Linked DNA regions of Zea mays: region 1 is linked to region 2. Evidence: chromatin contacts called from public Hi-C data. All regions are on one chromosome and are shown on one strand. The core of a region is the stretch at or near the end of the contact, and the rest is flanking DNA. Distances in the headings are between cores, read along the strand shown.

The links. Hi-C and Micro-C count contacts between places; a contact is called where the count stands out from the background.
Region 1: a Hi-C map of tassel shows a contact between it and region 2, with 2.8 times the contacts expected there. The contact joins the promoter of LOC100381865 here to the promoter of LOC100384174 in region 2. A contact is called at or near these places in 3 of 25 Hi-C or Micro-C datasets (ear, leaf and tassel).

What each region holds. Positions count from the first base shown.
Region 1 is chr3:99,729,258-99,732,301 of Zm-B73-REFERENCE-NAM-5.0, forward strand. It overlaps LOC100381865, which reads right to left and starts at 1,378. Exons shown (of 1, transcript NM_001174651.1): 1 at 1-1,378. The coding sequence starts at 1,191. The coding sequence ends at 604.
Region 2 is chr3:99,379,051-99,382,313 of Zm-B73-REFERENCE-NAM-5.0, forward strand. LOC100384174 reads right to left here and starts at 1,804. Exons shown (of 6, transcript NM_001176751.1): 1 at 1,609-1,804; 2 at 386-531; 3 at 176-295; 4 at 1-58. The coding sequence starts at 1,711.

The sequences.
Region 1 (3,044 bases), core at 128-2,627, 350 kb after region 2:
GGATTTCTGGACGACACACGGAACGACGACGAGATCGAGTCTAGAGCGAGCTAGCGAGGTGGGGTTGAGCAGGTTAGCGCGAGCTCAGGCGACGATGAAGTCACGAGCAAGGGAGGACGGGTTCAACAGCTCGACGACAAACGCGAGAACGTGTGAAGCCCGATGACAACGGAGATCGAGCTCGTGATAGGAAGCGATGACGACGCGGCACGACAAGCTGAAATATGGACGCGTCAACATGAGGCTGGATTCGGAGAGCAGCGACACGGAGAGCAAAGCAAGGTTGCAGCCGGGCGGGATCAGACACAAACAGAGCAAAGCGAGGTTGCAGCCGGGCGGGCTCGGACACAAACACAAGTAGCAGCAGACTGAGAGGAGTAGGGACGGCGTGGGCCAACCACTGGACAATCGTGGCAGCGAGGGACTCGCCATGGCTAAGGAAGATGCTGCGCAGGGAGCATGACATGGGCAGCAGCTAAATCGATGGCGAGGTCGCGAAGGTGGGGATCCAGTCGAGCTCACGCGGACAAGGGTGGTGCTCGGGTTGTGCTCGGAGCTCGACGACTAGGGAAGAGCTGGATGAAGCACATCGCCACTGCTGTGCTATGGGCAGGGGCAAGAACGCAGGTGCGACAAGGTAACTGGAAGTCTGGAAGGGGCGAACTCCGTGGCGGTGCTCAGGTCGAGGTGGAGGCGACGACCACCAAAGCTGGGCGAGCTTGGAGCTGAGCACGAGGACAACCGGCGCTGCACTTGAAGAGAAACTACTGCGCTGATGGCGAACAGGAGGCCGGAAGGGGCGCTGAGCTCACGCGCAGGAGGAACAGAACGCGCGCGTGGGGATGCTCCAGAGCTGAAGCAGGGGCATGACTGCGCGCAAGCGAACAGAGGGAGGGGCGACCAGTGCGCAGGAGAGTTGGGCGCCGAGCTCGCGCGCGACGCAGGGAGGAGCTCGAACAGACAGCCATGGGAAGGACGCGCACGGGCAGGAGAGACGAGCTGAGGGAGGAGAAGCCGAGGGGGCTGCGCAGCGGCCAGGCGAGCTGGGGCAAACAGGGAGCGGGGCGCTGGAATCCGAGCCAGGGGCGAGCTCCATGGCCAGGCAGAGATGGAGCGCGTAGGGACTCCAGGTGACGGCGCTCTGAACAGAGGGAAGACGGGCGGAGGGGGCTCGGCGGCTGTCCACGCCATGGTCGAGTAGAGAACGCCGGCACGGAGGAGCGCGCGGCATGGGCGAGCTCCAGGGAGCAGGCACGCTGAGGACCGGGACCAGGGTGAGGGAGGAGCTTGGCGCAGTGGAGCAGGGCCGGTCGGCCGAGAGGAGCAGGCGGATGCCAGGGCGCGGGCGATGGAAGCTCGGGGAACAAGAAGACGCGAGGGAGAGAGAAGCAGAGAAGGCAGTCGCGCGCGCGTGAGAGAGCTTCAGAGAAGAACAACAGCGAGAGGACATAAGGTGACGGCTCCTGCGCAGCGAGAAAAATCAGAGGAAGAGAGGGCGGCAGAGATTTTTTTGCGCGAGAGAGGATGAGGACGTCGGCTGAATAAAAAAATCAGAGAGAACAGTGGAAGGATGAGGATAGCTGCTCCAAAAAAATCTGAGCGACTGCACGTAACTGAACAGAGAGGAGATGAGTGCATCGGCTGAATGGCTAAGGGAAAATACCTAGAGCTGAGCGCTTGCAGCAAGGGGGAAAATGATTTTCTTCCTTTTATTAGCATAGATAAATATGTATTCTAGGAGTAGGGTTTAAAAGAGACATAAATGAGTTGGATCAAAATAATACCGGATACAAAAATTTAGATATAATCTGATTTGGTGATTACTCTCGAAATCCCATGAATTTTTACCAGTTAGTTATATCCGAAGATTTGGATCCGGACGAGAAACGACCGACCGAAATAAACTGGTTTCGGTGTCGATAATTTGCTCTGCGATTTGACTGAAATTAGCCGGAACCATATCTACGAATGTATACGTGATTTCATCGCCAAAACAGCGTGCTGAAGGATAAATTGGATCATAACCTCGCACACGATTTTTCTCGGACATTGCGCGATTCAGATTATTTTGCCCCGAACATTTTAGTCGTCGAGTTCAGATTAATTTGCCTGGGATAAAAATCATCCGAATGGGTCGGGCTTCCGAATCCGTATTCTCTGTATACTTTTATACGGACACACGACTCGACATATCGCAAAATAAACGCGCTATATCGATGCTGCATTGAGAATGCGATCCATTCAGCAAGCGACGACACGCATCGTTTACGTGGATGAGTGTTAGTGCGTCGTCCAGACACGGATTTTGCACTAAAAACTTTAGTTGTCGAGTTCGGCTTCGGTATTCAAGACTGTATTTAGTCCCGTCTAATTTTACGATTCTCACCAGCTGTCGATCATTCGCTTTAACGTCAAGGATCACATGCTGAGAGAAACAATTCAATTAATGTGTTGGCGCATTACTCTTTTTGGACGGCGCGGGGCTCCAAATTTTACGTAAAATCAGAAGTTTTCTGATTCTCGCATTCACTTACGCGCGTGATCCGAACAGTTCAAAATTTGCCAGCGACGAAGATTCGATAACAAAAATTTCTTGAACCTAATTTTAATGGCTTAGGTTACGGAAATAAATACGACACCAAACTCGAACTTTTACGAGATGATTAAAATTTAGCATATGTTTTATCCACTGATTTTACGTGTTTAATTCCATACTCGTTGTCAAGCAGAATATAAACACCAGGGGTGTTACAGCCCTTCCGCCTTAAAAGAATCTCTACCTAAGAATCGGAGCGAAAGACTCTTAAGAGTAGAGAAGCATGTAACCCATGTCCATATCAGCGATAACCATAAAACAGCTCCAAGCAAAGGCGAGTGTCTCAGGATGGGGTTTCTCTAGTGGACATAATATGTAATTTAGAAATGTCCACCAATAGAGACTATGTCTGCCAGAAGAACACATAAGGTTCCATGTGTGCAGTTTGCTTTTTCTGATGACACTGTACTATCTGAGTCTGTTGAGCGAGTGGAAAATACGCGATCTT
Region 2 (3,263 bases), core at 554-3,053:
TTGCAAAGTTCAGGACTTTGTCAACATTGGCACCTTGCTTTGCCAACATCTCATCAAGCTGTACAGGATGTTCAAAAAAACAGCAACGGCAAATTATACTAAATCAAATACAGAATCTATAACAATATGATATAGGAATGTTTGTTCATGCTGATGCATCGAGCAAGTATCTGACCTTCTGTGCTTGAGTCACAGTTCTAGGAAAGCCATCAAGAATGAAACCTTTCTGGCATGAGGGTTTCTTCATAGCTTCATCAATAATGCCCACAACCAAATCATCTGAAACAAGCTCTCCCTAAAAGAGGAAGGCAGCACGGAATGGAGTTACAAGAAGCTTTTTATTCTGGTTAGCATTTTACTATATGTTTTGGTCTGCTAATACTACCTTATTCATAGCTTCTTTAGCTTTGATACCTAGAGGTGTCTTGGCCGCCACAGCAGCCCTCAGCATGTCACCAGTGGCTAAATGGCACAAGCAATATTCATCCTTGATAATAGGAGACTGAGTTCCCTTTCCAGAGCCAGGTGGACCTACAAGATTTGTAGAAGAGGTGTCAAATTCTCCAAAATCGAGAGCACTATATAATAGAAATAAAAATAAAAAAGTCATGAATGAGGAAAGAAAAGATTATAAAAGTGTTATGTTTATTACTCTCCACAAAAAGCACCATGACCTTATATCTCCCTTCACAGTACTGCCCTCTTTCATCCTGACTACCAGTACCACAAAACATATCGAACCAAATAGCATAACAACAAACAAGGCCATAATGAAAAGCAAGAAACCATATAGCAGACAGCAGTTGTTTCAATTTACTTGTCTTGAACGACACAGTTTAGTACCATTTTGTTAATGCAGATCAGTTTTTTGCGGTGTAAATGCAGCAATCATTAGCAGCAAAAACTAAAAACAAATTGCATAAGGGAGTTCACCTCAGTATTGCAGAAATATGGACGACAATACATACTCGGAACCAATGAAAAGTCAAAAAAAAAAGTGGCATGGCAGAGTATCATCGTTACTTGCCTACACGATGGGACGCCCCCGTCTTAATGTCATGAAGAGAAGGCTTCCACATCAGGTCAAGCTGACTAAGATTATCTGACTTCTAATTTTGATAATCCTTAAAGAATTATAAATTTATGATAAGAACACCAAAACCGAACAGCACAGGGCTACTCGACTAGCGCATGATTAATTTATCTTGGTATTCAACTAGTGAATCGTTCCGTACGTTAGAAATCTGTAGACAATCCACTCTGAGAACAAAGCCATATTTCTTGGCCACAAATGCAGGATGAGAAATAGGGAATAGCCAAGATTTCAAGGGAAAGGTGAAGGGCATGTTTGGTTCGCTGCCTAACTTGCCACAATTTGCCTAACTTATGTGCCTAAGGTTAGTTCTTCAATTCGAACGACTAACCTTAGGCAAAGTGTGGCATAGTTAGCCACAAACCAAACAGGCCCGAAAACTTTCGGCGGATCCAGAGCACCAACGGCGGCAAGCAGCGATTTCTCCGTCCCCGCGGCACCAGGAACCGAGACAGGGATCCACCGAACGCCAGCAACGAGGAGGAAGAAGGGGCAAGGGGAGGGGTCTCCTTTACCGATGAGGATGAGGCGCTTGTCGGGCTTGGAGCTGCACTTCATGCGGCGGAGCAGCTCGTGCATCAGATCCAGTGACGGCACGTCCTCCAGATTCGCCGCCATCTCCACCGCGGCCGTGGAAGAGCTCCACTCGAGGCTTGCAGGTGCGCAGCAGGTGGGTTCCGGCCTTCCGGGTATTCTCGATCGGCTGGGTCAGGTGACGGGTCGGGGGGTTGTTGGGCCTTTTCGTCACTGTGCTGGGGTTGGTACCGATGGAAAAACGCTCACGCACGCAAGTACGCAACGGGATTTGGATTTTGGCGAAACTGAAAAATGAAGTTTGGTTTGGACGTTTCGAACGGGAAAGGCGCGACCTTAGTGTAAAGTTAGACATGCTCAAATGTCAGATCGAGTTCAAATTGAGTCAGGTCGGGTCATAAGTTATCAGGCTATCCTCAGTCACATACCTGAAGACAATTCTAAACCTATAGGGTGAATATATAATAAAATAAAAATATGTTGCATCGATGCACTGAAAAACTAGCTTGCAGATAGATGAGAGAATCTCAAATACTGAATATGAATCCATAGCAGTGTGACACTGTGACCTAGACAGGACCGTAGAAGACGGTTGGGTATGGATAGGAGAGGTGAAAATAAATAATACTCCCTCCCTATGTCCTAAATTAAAATTTATTTTAGATTATTAGTGGGTTTATAAAATAATTGATGTATGTGTTTTACATGTGTATAGGTTAATCTTTATCTATTTCAATATAGACATAAACATAAAGACCTAAAATGACTATTATTTTGAAATGGAGGGAGTAGAATATATGGTAGTTGGTATAGGATAGAGATTTAGGTGAATGTGACGTAGAGAATTGTGTGATGGGGTATAGAATTTCGCTGACTATGATAGAATATTTTTTAGTGGTATAAATTTTGGGTTACATGAGTGCGGACAGACTTAGGCACGACTCGCGACTGACTTGTACATGATATCGAGTCCGATCGAATTGACATGTGCCTCCCCGTTAGACATATTGGGTCAGGTTTTTTCGAGTTGGTTCAGATTGGCTAGTGCCTAGCCTGTGGATTATTGTGTCGAAAACTATGGTGTATGTCCATTGCATTGGGCGGGTCATGTCGGATGGTCCATGCTCAGATCTAGTGTTGTCGGGGAAATGATCCTGGTCCCTGGGACCCGCTGGTCAGTGAGGGTGCTATGGGAAGAGCCCCTGATCGCTGGGCCCGTTAGTCAGTTGTAAGAGATAGGTGCGCAAACCCTAGAAGGACTCGCCCCCGGTCGAACCACGTGACCCCGAGCCTGGGGGCAGGCGTGGCGGAGCCTGACGAGGGAGGACAGACGAGTCGGAAGGGAACCACTCGAGTGGATCTCGCGCTCGGCCCCGGACTGACCCGCCATAAATGACTAGTCGCATTAACCATGCCTGGCACCGAGCCACAGCGTGACACCGGTCCGCTTCTCACTCATGACCTACGGACCCCCTCAGTCGCATAGCACTCATGACCTACGAGCCCCGGGACTGTGGCACATTAATGGCTCGTGTGCCCTCGGACTACAGCGCACTTATGGCCTATCGAACTAGGCCTGAGTGTGCAGACCTACCGCAGGACACTACACGACGACTACATCGAGCCCCAGGCAACA